Linked DNA regions of Ovis aries: region 1 is linked to region 2. The links are chromatin contacts, called in public Hi-C maps. All regions are on one chromosome and are shown on one strand. Each heading gives the region's core, a stretch centred on a gene start, on an enhancer-like site or on the middle of the called end of the contact. The rest is flanking DNA. Distances are from core to core; before and after follow the strand shown.

What was found. A called contact is a pair of places that touch in the nucleus more often than the background predicts.
Region 1: a contact with region 2 is called in a Hi-C map of liver, with 3 times the contacts expected there. The contact joins the promoter of GRAP here to the enhancer-like site in region 2. A contact is called at or near these places in 7 of 16 Hi-C or Micro-C datasets (hypothalamus, liver, mixed tissues and 3 more).

Annotation. Positions count from the first base shown.
Region 1 is chr11:33,941,969-33,948,429 of ARS-UI_Ramb_v3.0, forward strand. It overlaps GRAP (GRB2 related adaptor protein), which reads left to right and starts at 3,642. Exons shown (of 4, transcript XM_060394842.1): 1 at 3,642-3,805. The coding sequence starts at 3,728.
Region 2 is chr11:33,788,104-33,793,767 of ARS-UI_Ramb_v3.0, forward strand. It overlaps the pseudogene LOC101109285. Among named protein-coding and RNA genes, the nearest start is that of TRNAW-CCA, 10 kb to the left of the region's middle. Within about 2 kb of position 2,333, at least 43 of the 54 cell types and tissues checked have an H3K27ac peak or open chromatin away from gene starts, as enhancers often do. A contact at or near this core is called in hypothalamus, liver, muscle and 1 more, where this site is marked.

The DNA of each region.
Region 1 (6,461 bases), core at 2,392-4,891, 160 kb after region 2:
TCATGAATGTTCTTGAACAAATGTTTCCTCATTTCTGTTCACCCTTCAGGCCATTTTCAGAAACGTTCAATATTTTTATTTCTACCACTTTCCACCAGTTTCATGGGCAGCAAGTCTGTGGCGGAACGTTGAGCTCGCCTTGGCGGGTGCTGACCTCTGAAGGCGGAGGCTCTGTGTCTATTGCCTCCTTGTCAGCATCTCATGCACAGAGCCTTCCTGGAGCCGGCGCAGGTCGAGGCTCAATGATGGGCAGAGGAGCACATCTGGTTTTCTCTCCACTCTCCTAGTAAACCTGCCCTCCCCACCCCATGGTGAAGCCCAGAGAGGTCACTTGGGTGTGTCCGTCACTGTCACATAACAGAAGGCTGCACCCAGCCTCTCTGGAGCATCCAAGGGTCTCATCCAGTCTCTGAACTACAGAGCTCCAGCTTCACAGATAGTGGTTCCTGGAGCCCTAGGCCCAGCTCGGGGCCTGGAATGGGAGTAGGGCGGTCAGTTCCTGCTCACTGTCCTCATGGCCTGGTCTCAAGTTGCCATTTCTGACTCAACGCCGGGACGGCCCCGAGGGAGGGGGTGTGTATTTCCTGTGGCTGCTATGATAAGTCACCACAAGCTCAACATCACAAGATCACTCTCTACTGTTCTGGGGGCCAGAAGCCCCAGCTCAGCCTCGCTGGGCCAAGGAGAAGGCGTGGGTGGGGCTGGTTCCTCCTGAAGCCCCGGAGAGAGCCCCTTCCCTGCCCTCTCAGCCTCCAGAGCTGCACTCCTCACAGCCCCTGGCCACTCGTCCTTCCTCCATCCTCCATCCTCAGCCACAGTGATTGCTTCATCTATCTCCCTCCCCTGGGACACTCGCGATCACATCTCAGGCCCACCTGGATAACCCTGGACCACCTCCCCATCTCGAGATACTCAACTTAATAATGTCTGCCAAGTCCTTTTGTCACCTATGGGAACACTCGCAGGCCCAGGGGTCAGGCCCTGGATGTGTCTGGGTGTTAATCAGCCTGGAACAGGGGACTGGGGGCCTAAGGACCAGACAGTCCTAAGTGGCTGGTTCTGCTACGACCAGGCATGGCCAGTGGCCACCAGTGCTTGCTCCTTCAGGGGCCTCCCACAGGGACCCGGCTGCAGCCATGATGGGACCATTCCAGCTGCCAGCTCTGCGCCCCCTCATTTTAGGCCCCAGCATGCACCCTCAGTGGGGTGCCTGAACCGCCAAGGGGTCCTCCCAGTCCAGTCCCATTCCCAGGGTCCTGCTGGGCCTCTGAGAGTTTGGGGCATGTGCCCTCCCACCAAGACTTGCTGCTCACCCATCCACCCCCACCCCCACCTCCTGGCTCTAGACTGAGGCCACATGGCTCAGGGGTCATGGCCCATGGGTCACAGCTCTGGCCTGGGCTCAGCTCTGCCACTTACCAACCGCAGACCTTGGGAGAGCAACTCACAGTTGGGACAGAATAAGCATTTTGAAAAACAAAATAAACCAGCCCCCCAGCCCCCAGGCCCCAGAGGACACTACTCAGCTTTATAAAGGGAGCCCTCCCCACTCTTGCCTCCAGGCACCTCAAACCTGGGGCTGGGTGGATGACACCCCCCCTGCCCCCACTCCCCCTCTCCACCACATTGCTCCATTCTGAGGCTTTGAAACCTCATCTGAAGCTGAGCCGGAGCCACAGAGAAACACCTGCTAACATCCTGTCCCTGAGCAGGGGGCTGGAGGAAAGGTGAGGAGAGGCCCTGAAGTGGGGCCTGGGTCACTGCCCTCTGCCCTCTGGGGGCTCCCGGAAGGCAACAGCTCTGCCAGATCCCTCTTCTTTTCCCTCAACTGTTGTTTTTTTCTTTTTTTAAAACTAAACCTTTTATTTTGAGATTACTGTAGAGTCACATCTATCTTACCAACTTTTTACATGGAAAAATTTCAAGCCCTTTGAAAAGGTGTGAGAAAGACATGACACCCACATCCCTCTCATCTGAACTAGCCAATTCACATGTGGTTAAGGCTATCATTTTTAATCTATTATCCACAGCTTTGTAATTACACATAGAGGTAAACGCAGAAATATGCAGACACTAACTCGTCTACTAGGAAGTACATTTCTAATATATATAATGATTATATATAATATCCATGTTAGTCGCTCAGTTGTGTTCAACTCTTTGTGAGCCCATGGACTATAGCCCACCAGGCTCTTCTGTCCATGGGATTTCCCAGCTGATAATACCGGAATGGGTAGCCATTCCCTTCTCCAGAGGACCTTCCCCCTCCAGGGATCAAACCCAGGTCTCCTGCATTACAGGCAGATTCTTTGCTGTCTGAGCTACTAGGGGAGCCCCATATATAATATATATAGTGATTTATTTAAATATATAGGATATATGCAATTTTATTATTTTTTTCCTGTCTCTGTCTGTGGAGAGGCCCTGGGAGCAATGATACCTCCACCGTAATAAGCATACCCAATACCGGCTCAACCTTGGGTTCTAACATCACTTTCCATTAAAATCATCCTCCCTCTGCCCCTCAGGAAGGGCTGGTTCTGGGTCTGAGGCAGAAGTCCTGGAGGAGCCTGGGATGTGTCATCAGATAGATGGGAGGTGCTCAGAAAACCACGGGGATTTGTCAAAAGGACAAGGGGCATCTGGAAGGGGTCCCACTGACCAGATCTGAGACAATGTAAGCATCAGCAGAAATAATAGTAATGGATCATAATCTTTACTATCTGAAAGCAAGATGTCACCTTATCAATATAAATAAAGGAAGAAAAATTATTTTTTTTCCAACAAAAATATAAAACCAATCTGACTTCACGCTGATTCAGCCAGTCCCCGTCCAACACCCCAGGGCTCTTCCTTACTTTCTTTTTGGGACCGTGGTCACCCTCCTTCCCTGCACAGCAAACTCCATCCTCCGTCCTTGGTTCTGACAGCTTCACTGCTTTAAGTGGTTTACGTTCTTTCCCAAGAGACTCAGCCTCATCCCAGAATTGCCACACCTATCTCACCACCCACAGCAAACCTAAGCAAAGGTCCACACTTATTTTCAATCCTTTTTGGACCTTAGGCTCACCATTCCACTGAAGGTGCCCAGTGTTTAAACCAGAAGAGGCGCCTTCTGAGCTGGGTATTGATGGATGAATAGGAGTCTCCTGGGAAGAGAAAGGGGAAGAGAGGCCATGTGTTTGGAAAGGCTGGGGGGCGACTTGGACATGTGAGGTGTTCCCCCTGCTGTGGCTGCAGTCCAGGTTTGTTCAGAGGGAAGGGGAGTAACAAAGAATGAGTCTGGAGAGGTGGGGTGGGGAGGAGTAACAGGGAAGGCCCTGGTGGTTGGGCCAGGAGCTTCGGGTCAATAGTGGGTCACAGGGGGCATCAGAGTTTAGAAACTGTGGTGGATGGATTGGTAAATGAGTGGGAGTGGCTGCGACCACAAGTTCAGCATCCTTGCTGCTGTGGAGACTCGGTTTTATCATCTGTAAGGTGGGTGCAGGAGGAGGACCCACTCCCAGGGCTGCTGGGGGACGCCCTGGAGTCTGAGAGGGGCCTGTGGCTCACACCTCCTGTCTGGGACATCTCTGCTTCCTGTTTCTCCGTCAGGGGAAGTCTCGGTCTCAGCTTCAAAAGCACAAACACGCTCTCAAAACAAAGGAAGCTGGTCCTCAACTGCGGAGGAAGCAGGAAGCTGCCGGCCCTGCTAGCAGCCCAGCTGCCGGGGCTTGGGGACGGCGGTATGGAGTCTGTGGCCCTGTACAGCTTCCAGGCCACGGAGAGTGACGAGCTGGGCTTCAACAAGGGGGACACGCTCAAGGTAGGGTGGCCGGGGCTGGCCGAGCTGTGCCTATGTGGTATGGGGGGTGCTTAAAATCAGGGCCCTGATGGCCCTTCTAATAGAGTCTAGTCTCTGGAGGAAGATAGGCCCAGCTTCTCCAGCCATTGGCTACGTGACTCTGGACAAGCCACCTTCTGCCTCAGATCCTCAGTTTTCCCATCTGAGAAATGGAGAGTTAGTTAGTGCTCCCTCCTTTAGGAGCCATTCTGAGAATTCAGCGTAGTGAGTGGCAGGGGCTGATTCAACACCCAGTTTCCCAGGAAAGAATTTGAAATGAGTTAGAGAGAGAGAGGCAAAGAGACCGAGACAGAGAGAAGGTCTTGGGAATTAAGTACACACACTAACCTATCGGGGATAAAACAACTGTGACTAAGGGTCTACATGGGCCTACCCCCAGGTGAGATGAGCCTCAACGCTACGCAGCCCCCTCGTGGAACCTCTGTGAGGAGCACATACCCTCCAGGGCAGAGGGGTTTCCAGGCTCTCTCTCTAGGGAAGTGTCCCTGCTTACATGCCTGCATCTGGAAGCAGAGCTCAGGGCCCTGATTTGGGAGTGTCTGGCACAATTTGGGCGCTGGAGCTGCCATCAAGTCCTGCTCAGGAAGCTCCGTGGGCCCCAGGCTCCACGCCGGCTTGGTAGGCATGAGACCGGCCATCCTTCCAGTCTGAGCCGGGGCCCCGCTCCGCGCCGCCCCAAGCTTCAGGCCTCAGAAGGGACAGCACCTCCCGTAGGCTGACCATGTATGGAGCCAGGTCTGAGCTTGGCAGTGTGCTCCAACGTCCGCTTAAACTGCTGCGGCCCCATTTTGCAGGTGACTAAGAAAGGCCCCCAGGCACCATGACTTGCTCAGTGTGGGGTCGAATGTGAACCCTGAACCTGGGCTGGGGCGAGAAGCTGACAGTTCTAAGACCACATCATTTTGAGGAAGTTCCCCCTTATCTGTGCTGGGATGCTGGCCCTTGGCCCCCTGGGTGGCCTGCAGGGGGTGTTGACCTGAAGACGTGTGGTTACTTGAGGGCGGGGAAGGTTGGCACCAGGACCAACAGGCCAGTGCAGGAGACTCTGAGATCTAGGTCCAGCTCACAGGCCTTGTTAGCCAGTCTGAGAGAGTTTGGGTCTCTAGTTCCAGACTCCGGGGCTTGGGAGAAAGTGGAATCACGAGGAATTTGGAATGGGGTGGTCGGTCAGTGCTTTTCACCTGAGACCTGTGATGGGCAGTGTGGCGGGGAAGGATCTGTGGGGTCCCCCAAGGGAATCACTGTGAAAACTATGACACCCCCTTCCCTCCTGGATGCCTGGGCTCACTACCCACCCAGAGACTGGCCGAGTTCCCACTAACCCTGGCTGGAGCGCTGGCATCTCCTGCTGTGTTTGCTTCTAACCCGGGCTCCTGAGGGCAGGGACATAAACCAGTGCCAGCACGGGGCAGGCCCTCAGCAAAACACGGGGTGTCAGAGGAAGGAAGGCGGGATTAAGATGTTAGCCAAGACCCAGGAGGGGACCTCTCAAGGCATGACAGGCCATGGGAGGGGCTGCCTTTTCCTTCTTTCATGCAACAAACCCTTGCTGCCCTGTGGAGCATTGTCCTGAGTGCTGAGGCCACAGGCAGTGGACAAAGCCCAATCCCTGTCCTCCCAAACCTGACATTCCAGAGGGTGAGTCATGCCAGGAGGTGACAGATGGATGGAAGCAATCACCCGGGAAGATGGAATGCAGAGGGTGGGAGGGGCAGGGGGACAGCTTTAGACTGGGGGGGGGGGCGGTCTGGGCAGTCTCTCAAAAGAAGTGACACCTCAGCTGAGATCTGAAGGGTGAGCGGGACCCAACCACGCAGAGAAGAGGCGGGGGAGGAGAGTGAAGGAGGAGATGCACCCAGCGGGGGTGGGGGTGTGAGTGAGTCTGCAGCGTGGATTCAGCCTAGCTCCGTGCTCCACGATGGCATAAAATATCACACAGTCCCTAAAAACGCCATCTGGGGAGGGGTCATTTAACAACTCAAAAATGCTCATGAGGCAACATGAAGTGGCAAAAAGGCAGAATACAGAGGAATATACACAGAGAGCCAACTCACACGTACTCAGTAGATTTGAGTTTAAGGGATGGGAAACTGACATTCTGCAGGTGAGAAAGGGAAAGCTAAGCCTCTTAGAGGCACCGGATTCGTGCCTAGGAGAAAACACCAGAATGTCCTGAGGAGTTAGTCCTTGGTCCTGGGAGGCGGGCCATCAGCAAGTCCCACCTCCTTGTTCATGCCCCTGCCTTTCCCTGAGGGACAGGGATGAGCAAGTGGGCCTTCCAGGGTCAGACAGGGCCCTTCCTCACGGTGGTGCAGGTGCCAGGTCAAATTCTGCCTTGATTTAAGGTTTTGATGGATTTTTTTTTTTTGCATTAAATTTTAAACAGTCTAATTTTTAGAACAGTTTGAGGTTTACAGAAAAATCGAGAGGATAGTACAGAGGTAGTCACATCTGACACCACACGCCCACTCTCACCCATGCACACCCTCTCCTGTGGTAACATTTTAAAGTATCAACTTGGTTCATTTGTTACTTTAATAGACTGATATGGATACATTATCATTAACTACTGACAGCATGAAAATTTTTAGCATTGATTTTGATTTTTTAACATATT
Region 2 (5,664 bases), core at 1,083-3,582:
GACATCCCTGTTTCCTGATTCTTAGAGTGTCTATTAGGCTTCCATGGACATGTCAGAGTTCATAACCATGGGGCTGTCAGGACTGCCCAGGGCTATGGAGTGAGATGTGATTTAACCTAATGCTGGGCTCTCTCCAAGCACAAGCAGTAAGCAAGCCTGCTGTCCGTACTTACTCAGAGTCATGTAAGCTGGAAAATGGGTACCTCACAGCCCCTATTCCACCTTACATTCTTGTGTTATTTCTCTCCCTCTCAAAAATGTATTGTTCTTCTCTGATTAGGGATTAGTGGAGTCCAACCAAATCACCCTGTTTGGGTCCCCAGGATAGCCAGTGTGACCTTGTATTATCTGACGGATATGTAAATCGGGGAATCATCATCACAAAATGATTCATAAACCTACTCTGAGTCATCTGGAAACTCAGATCTTTGCAATTTTATCACTTTTCTGAGGACCTACCACGTCCCTGGCACCGTGGTACACATTTCACTCTTTGGCTGCATTGGGTCTTTATTGTGGCTGCTCGGCTTCTCTCTTTGCGGAACATGGACTTAGCTGCCCTGTGGCAACGTGGATCCTAGTTTTGGGACCAGAGATTCAACCCTCATACCCTGCGTTTCAAAGGTGAAATCTTAACCCCTGGAGCACCAGGGAGGTCCCAGTAGGTATTTTATATGTCACCTCATTTAGTCTTCACAACCTGAATTCTTCATGGAACTCTGCCTTTTCCTATGATTGTATGGTCTGTCGGTCCCCATAAATGGCTGCTCTCTTGCTCTTGGTACATCCCATGCCCCACTGGCCCTGCCTCACCCTTATGCTATGCAAAAGATTGCTTCCTTTTTTTTTTTTTTTTTTTTTACTATTTATTCATTTATCTGCTCAGGTCTTAGTTGCAGCATACAGGCTCTTCATTTCACACAGGGACTCTAGCTGTGGCTCATGGGCTTAGCTGCTTCGTGGCATGTGGGCTCTTAGGTCCCTGACCACAGATTGCACCTGAGTCCCCTGCATTCTTAACAACTGGACTGCCAGGGAAGTCCCTGCATCCCCGTCTTAATCTGCAAGTTTAATAAGGAATCGCCAGCATGATCAGGCTGTGTGTGTGTTAGTCTCTCAGTCGTGTCTGACTCTTTGCAACCCCTTGGACTGTAGCTTGCCAGGTTCTGCTGTCCATGGGATTCTCCAGGCAAGAATACTGGAGTGGGTTGCCATTGCCTTCTCCAGTGATCAGCCTGACCCCCAGCTAAAATTTGTTCTAGCCAAAGGACCAGAATGGCTCCAGTATGTTTGGTCATCATCAGGAGACATCAGCCTTCATGACTGTTGCTAACCCAGAGCTGTGTGGAAGTCCCCCTGTTGACCAAGGGGGCTTCTAACATCATGCTCCCTACAACTGAGAGCAGCCCCCTCCAGTGAAGACCGCTGCCACGACCTGCTTGCCCTCCCCTGTACTCAGTGGGGTGTTGCTCCCGGACCTTTGCCTCTGACCTGTTAAGGTGCCCATCCAAAAAACACTGATGCCTCTGTCTGTCACTGTCTACAGGCTCTTCCATCTCACTGCTGAGCAGTTACAAGTACTGCAGGACTGAAGGATACAGGTTAGCAAGTCTTTCTGCATTTTCTTCCATTCTTTCTCATGTGAAATAACTCCCCTGGAGGAGCCTTGTGCTATTTTTTAACTTTCCCAGAAATATTTTTCTGCTTTGGGCTTCCATTCATATTGTCACAGTATAAGGACTTTGCCATTTTTACAGAGATATTTTTGAATGTTTAATCTGTTGTTCAGTCTATCTATAGCTTCTCTATCTGAAGGGAAATGTTCCTAAGAATAAAACAGGAATAACTGTAGGCTCCCAAAATGCTTCCAAAAATTCCAGCCCAGGACCAAGGGCCTCAACCTACTCCAGAAAAAACACCAGTAACCCAACCCCAGGGTTCCTCGCAAAAGAACTGCACTCTCCACACCTTTGGGAGCTGAGAGTTCTAAACTCTATATTTTAAAATATTTATTTTTGGCGGCATCCGGTCTCAGTAGTGGCACTCCGGCTTCTCCCCACTATGGGGCACAGCCCAGGAGTTGCAGCGCACAGGGTGAGCTGCCCCACAGTATGGGGTATCTAGTTCCCCGGGCTAGGGGTAGGGGTTAGGGTTAGGGATGGAACACGCACCCGCTGCACTGGAAAGTGGATTTTTAACCACTGGACCACCTAGTTCCTACACTCTTAACTCAGTCTCTTTATGGGTGTTTCCAGAGGCTCAGTGCGCTCCAGGCTCAATTTGTCCCCAGGCTGTAGCGCGGTCCCGCGGGCCATCAGTGTCCTCTTTGTGCCTACGCCGCCCAGCCCAGCCCAGCCGAGGGCAACGCTCCTCTGGGCCTCACCCCCGTCCCGCTCCCCGGGAGGGAGGCGGCAGAAGGTTCCGAGGCGCAGGTGGATCCGCAGGACTCGCAGGCCACGCCCAGGCCTGGCGGGCGGTGGGAGGTGGGCGAGGCCGGGTCTCAACCCCCAGGCGCAAGACCCTCGACCGCAAGGAGGGCGCACTTAGGCGATGAGCTCGGCCTCTAGCGCCCGCCGCACCTGCCGGCAGCCAATCCCGAGGCGGCTCCGCGAACGCCTGGATGGGGTGCGGTGACGTCATGCACCCAGTGATCATCCCGGAAGTCCGCCAACCTTCCCTGCCCCCTCCCGGCTCGATCCCCAGGAGTCCGCGTGTGTCCTGTACGGCGATGTCTCCAGTTTATTGTTCACTTCATCGTAGACCATATCGAAGCCAGTTGCCCGACGACGCAGATGAGCTGGCTTAAGAGGAAAGCTGGGAGGGGAATCTGAGGGCACAGAAAATGAGGCGCTGTGCGTCCGGGTCAGGTCTAATTGGCTGCGAGTGTGGATTCTGGGAGTCTGCCCCTCACAGCTCCCAGAGGAGAGTGAACACCGTACCCGCCGAGTAATTAAGACTGGATGAGAATTGCAAATGTTGTCCCTGAGGACCCTAACCTTCTCTGTGTTCCCAGCGGGAAGTCCACGAAGGGGTCTGTCTGAGTAGTGAGCTGGGAGAGATGCTAGTCACAGCAAGGTTTCCTGACGCCCCAGGACTGACCTGCTGCTCCTTCCCTCCACAGTCCATCTGAAGTCACTGAGCTGGAGGACGGCTACTGCCCACATTCTGAGAGTGTAATCGAATGGCTTTCGAGCTGGGCTGCCTGGGTGGAGTCCCTACCTGTCACTGGCCCTCGCGTGGGTCTAGGATGTGTCTTAAACTCCCTCACTCTCACCTCTAGGTATAAAGAGGACCGACAGTGGGAGCCTCACTCAGGGCTACTGTGAGGTTAGCATAGGAACCAATAAAGTACTCTGAACATACCTGTGCTCTGTCAGTTTTTTTCATGATTTAATCCAATTCTTTTTTTATTATTTATTTGTTGGCCACACTGCGAGGCAGGTGGGATCTTAGTTCCCTGACCAGGAATTGAACCCGTGACCCCTACAGTGGAAGCACAGTCTTAGGGAACCACCAGAAAAGTCTCTATTCAGAGATTCTTGAATCAGGCAGCATTTCATCCAGCACATGAGAAAAAGATTCAAGGAGCTGTACAGAATGAAGGCTTTTACAGGCAAAAGGGGACTAGGAAAAAAAGACAGTTTCTAAGAGTGGATTGCTTTAAGCAGGGTCACCTTCTTTTGAGGGGGGGGTTCCATCATGCAGATACCTAATTCCAGCTGACTGGTTAAAGGTCACATTCATGGGAGACACTGCGAGTGCAGTTAGTTTAGATAGTAAGTATTTGTGTGCAGGTGACTCCATTTTGGGACCTGTAGTTTTTTTTGTTTGTTTGTTTGTTTGTTTTAACAGACCCAACTCCCTTCTCAAGATCTATGGTGGGATCGGGAATAGAAGTCACAACTCTGAGTGGGAAGTTAGATCCTATATTAGATCCCTAGGGCTGCTGGAATGAAGAACTACAAACTGGGGGCTTAAAACGCCAGAAATTTATTCTCTCCCGGCCTGGAGGCCAGTGGTCTGAAGCCAAGGTGGCAGCAGGGTTAGTTCTCTAGGAAGCTCTGGGGGAGCATGTGTTTCATGCCTCTTTCCTGGCTGCTGGGGCTGCTGGCAGTCCTTGGCCTGTAGCTACCTCTGTCTTCATGAGACATCTTCAATTCTGTATCCCTGTCTCCGGTTTCCCCCTCCTTCCTCTTAGGAGGACTTCAGTCAAGGGAACTGTGACCTACTTTAAATCCAGGACGATCTTGAGACCCTTAACTGGATTATGTCTGCAAAGACCCTATTATTTCCAAATAAGGTCGCAACTGAGGTTTATGGTGGGCGTGCCTTTTTGGGTGACACTATTCAACCCACTGCAGACTCATCTCTTGCTTGCAGGTGGCCTTGGACTTTGGGCATTCCTGATCTTTAGTTTCCTTACTAGTTAAAGGAGATGGGGTCTTTGTCTGGTCTGTGTCACTCATTCAAAGTCTGTGTTAAGCACCTTTTAGACAACTGGACTCTATACATCCTGGGCTTCCCTGGTGGTGATGGTAAAATGTCCGCCTGCAATGCAGGAGATGCGGGATCAATCCCTGGGTCAGGAAGATCCCCTGGAGAAGGGAATGGTTACCCACTCCAGTATTCTTGCCTGGAGAATTACACAGACAGAGGAGCTTGGTGGACTACTGTCCATGGAGTCGCAAAAAGCCAGCCACAACTGAGTGACTGACATGCTCTATACGTCTTGACACCTCATGTGATCTCTTGGTAATGAACAGAAGACTCAGGGTGATGGCAGCAAGATGGCAGAATAGGAAGGCTCAGCCCTCATCCCCAACAGAGACACCAAATTAACCCTAGAAACACCAAAATACCTTTAGGAGAACCTCAGAAACCAGCTAATAAGTTGCAGTGCTGTGCTTAGTTGATGTGTCTGACTCTGTACGACTCTTTGGACTGTAGCCCACTAAGCTCCTTCATCCACAGGACTCTCCAGGCTAGGAGACTGGAGTGGGGGTGCCATTTCCAAGAAGCTGTAGTCCCCCAGGCAAATGCAGAGTCAACAACAGCTCCACGGAGAAGTGTAAGAAGAGCCTTTCATTTCCTCTGTGACTGCCCACCCACTGGCTGGCGCGGCTTGTCCCAGGGTGTTGGGGAAGAGAACATAAGACGTGGACCAACACTCCAGGCTTTTAGAGGGCTACTCGAGGGACTGGTGTCTGTCTCTCCTGACTCCAGGGCTAACGGAACTAACGCAGTTTGGGGGTCTGGAGGTTGCCGAAAGCTAGAAGGAATGAGGGCAGTTTTCAGCAGCACTAGCACCAGCGGGGCCCATGGTGCAGCACACGGAGGCCAGGGCAGCTTGGTGCGATCAGGAGGACATGCCTGACTGAGTAGCACCCCCAGGAGGGAGAGAGAAGAGCAGAGCATGAATCCAGCCAGCATTCTGAGGACTGGTATCTATCTCCCAGGCTCTGGGGAGCTAATGGACAGCTGGCATACTTCAGATGCCTAAGGGTTGCGGGGGAACAGAGAGCCAGGGAACATGCAGTCCCACAGAGGCACACTAGAGGGAGCAAAGGCCTACGTGCTCCTGGAGAAGAACCCAGCAAACCTAATTGGGAAGTCACGTGGAAGAAGTTGCAGGCAGGCCCACAAAAGGTTTCAGAGACACCAGAG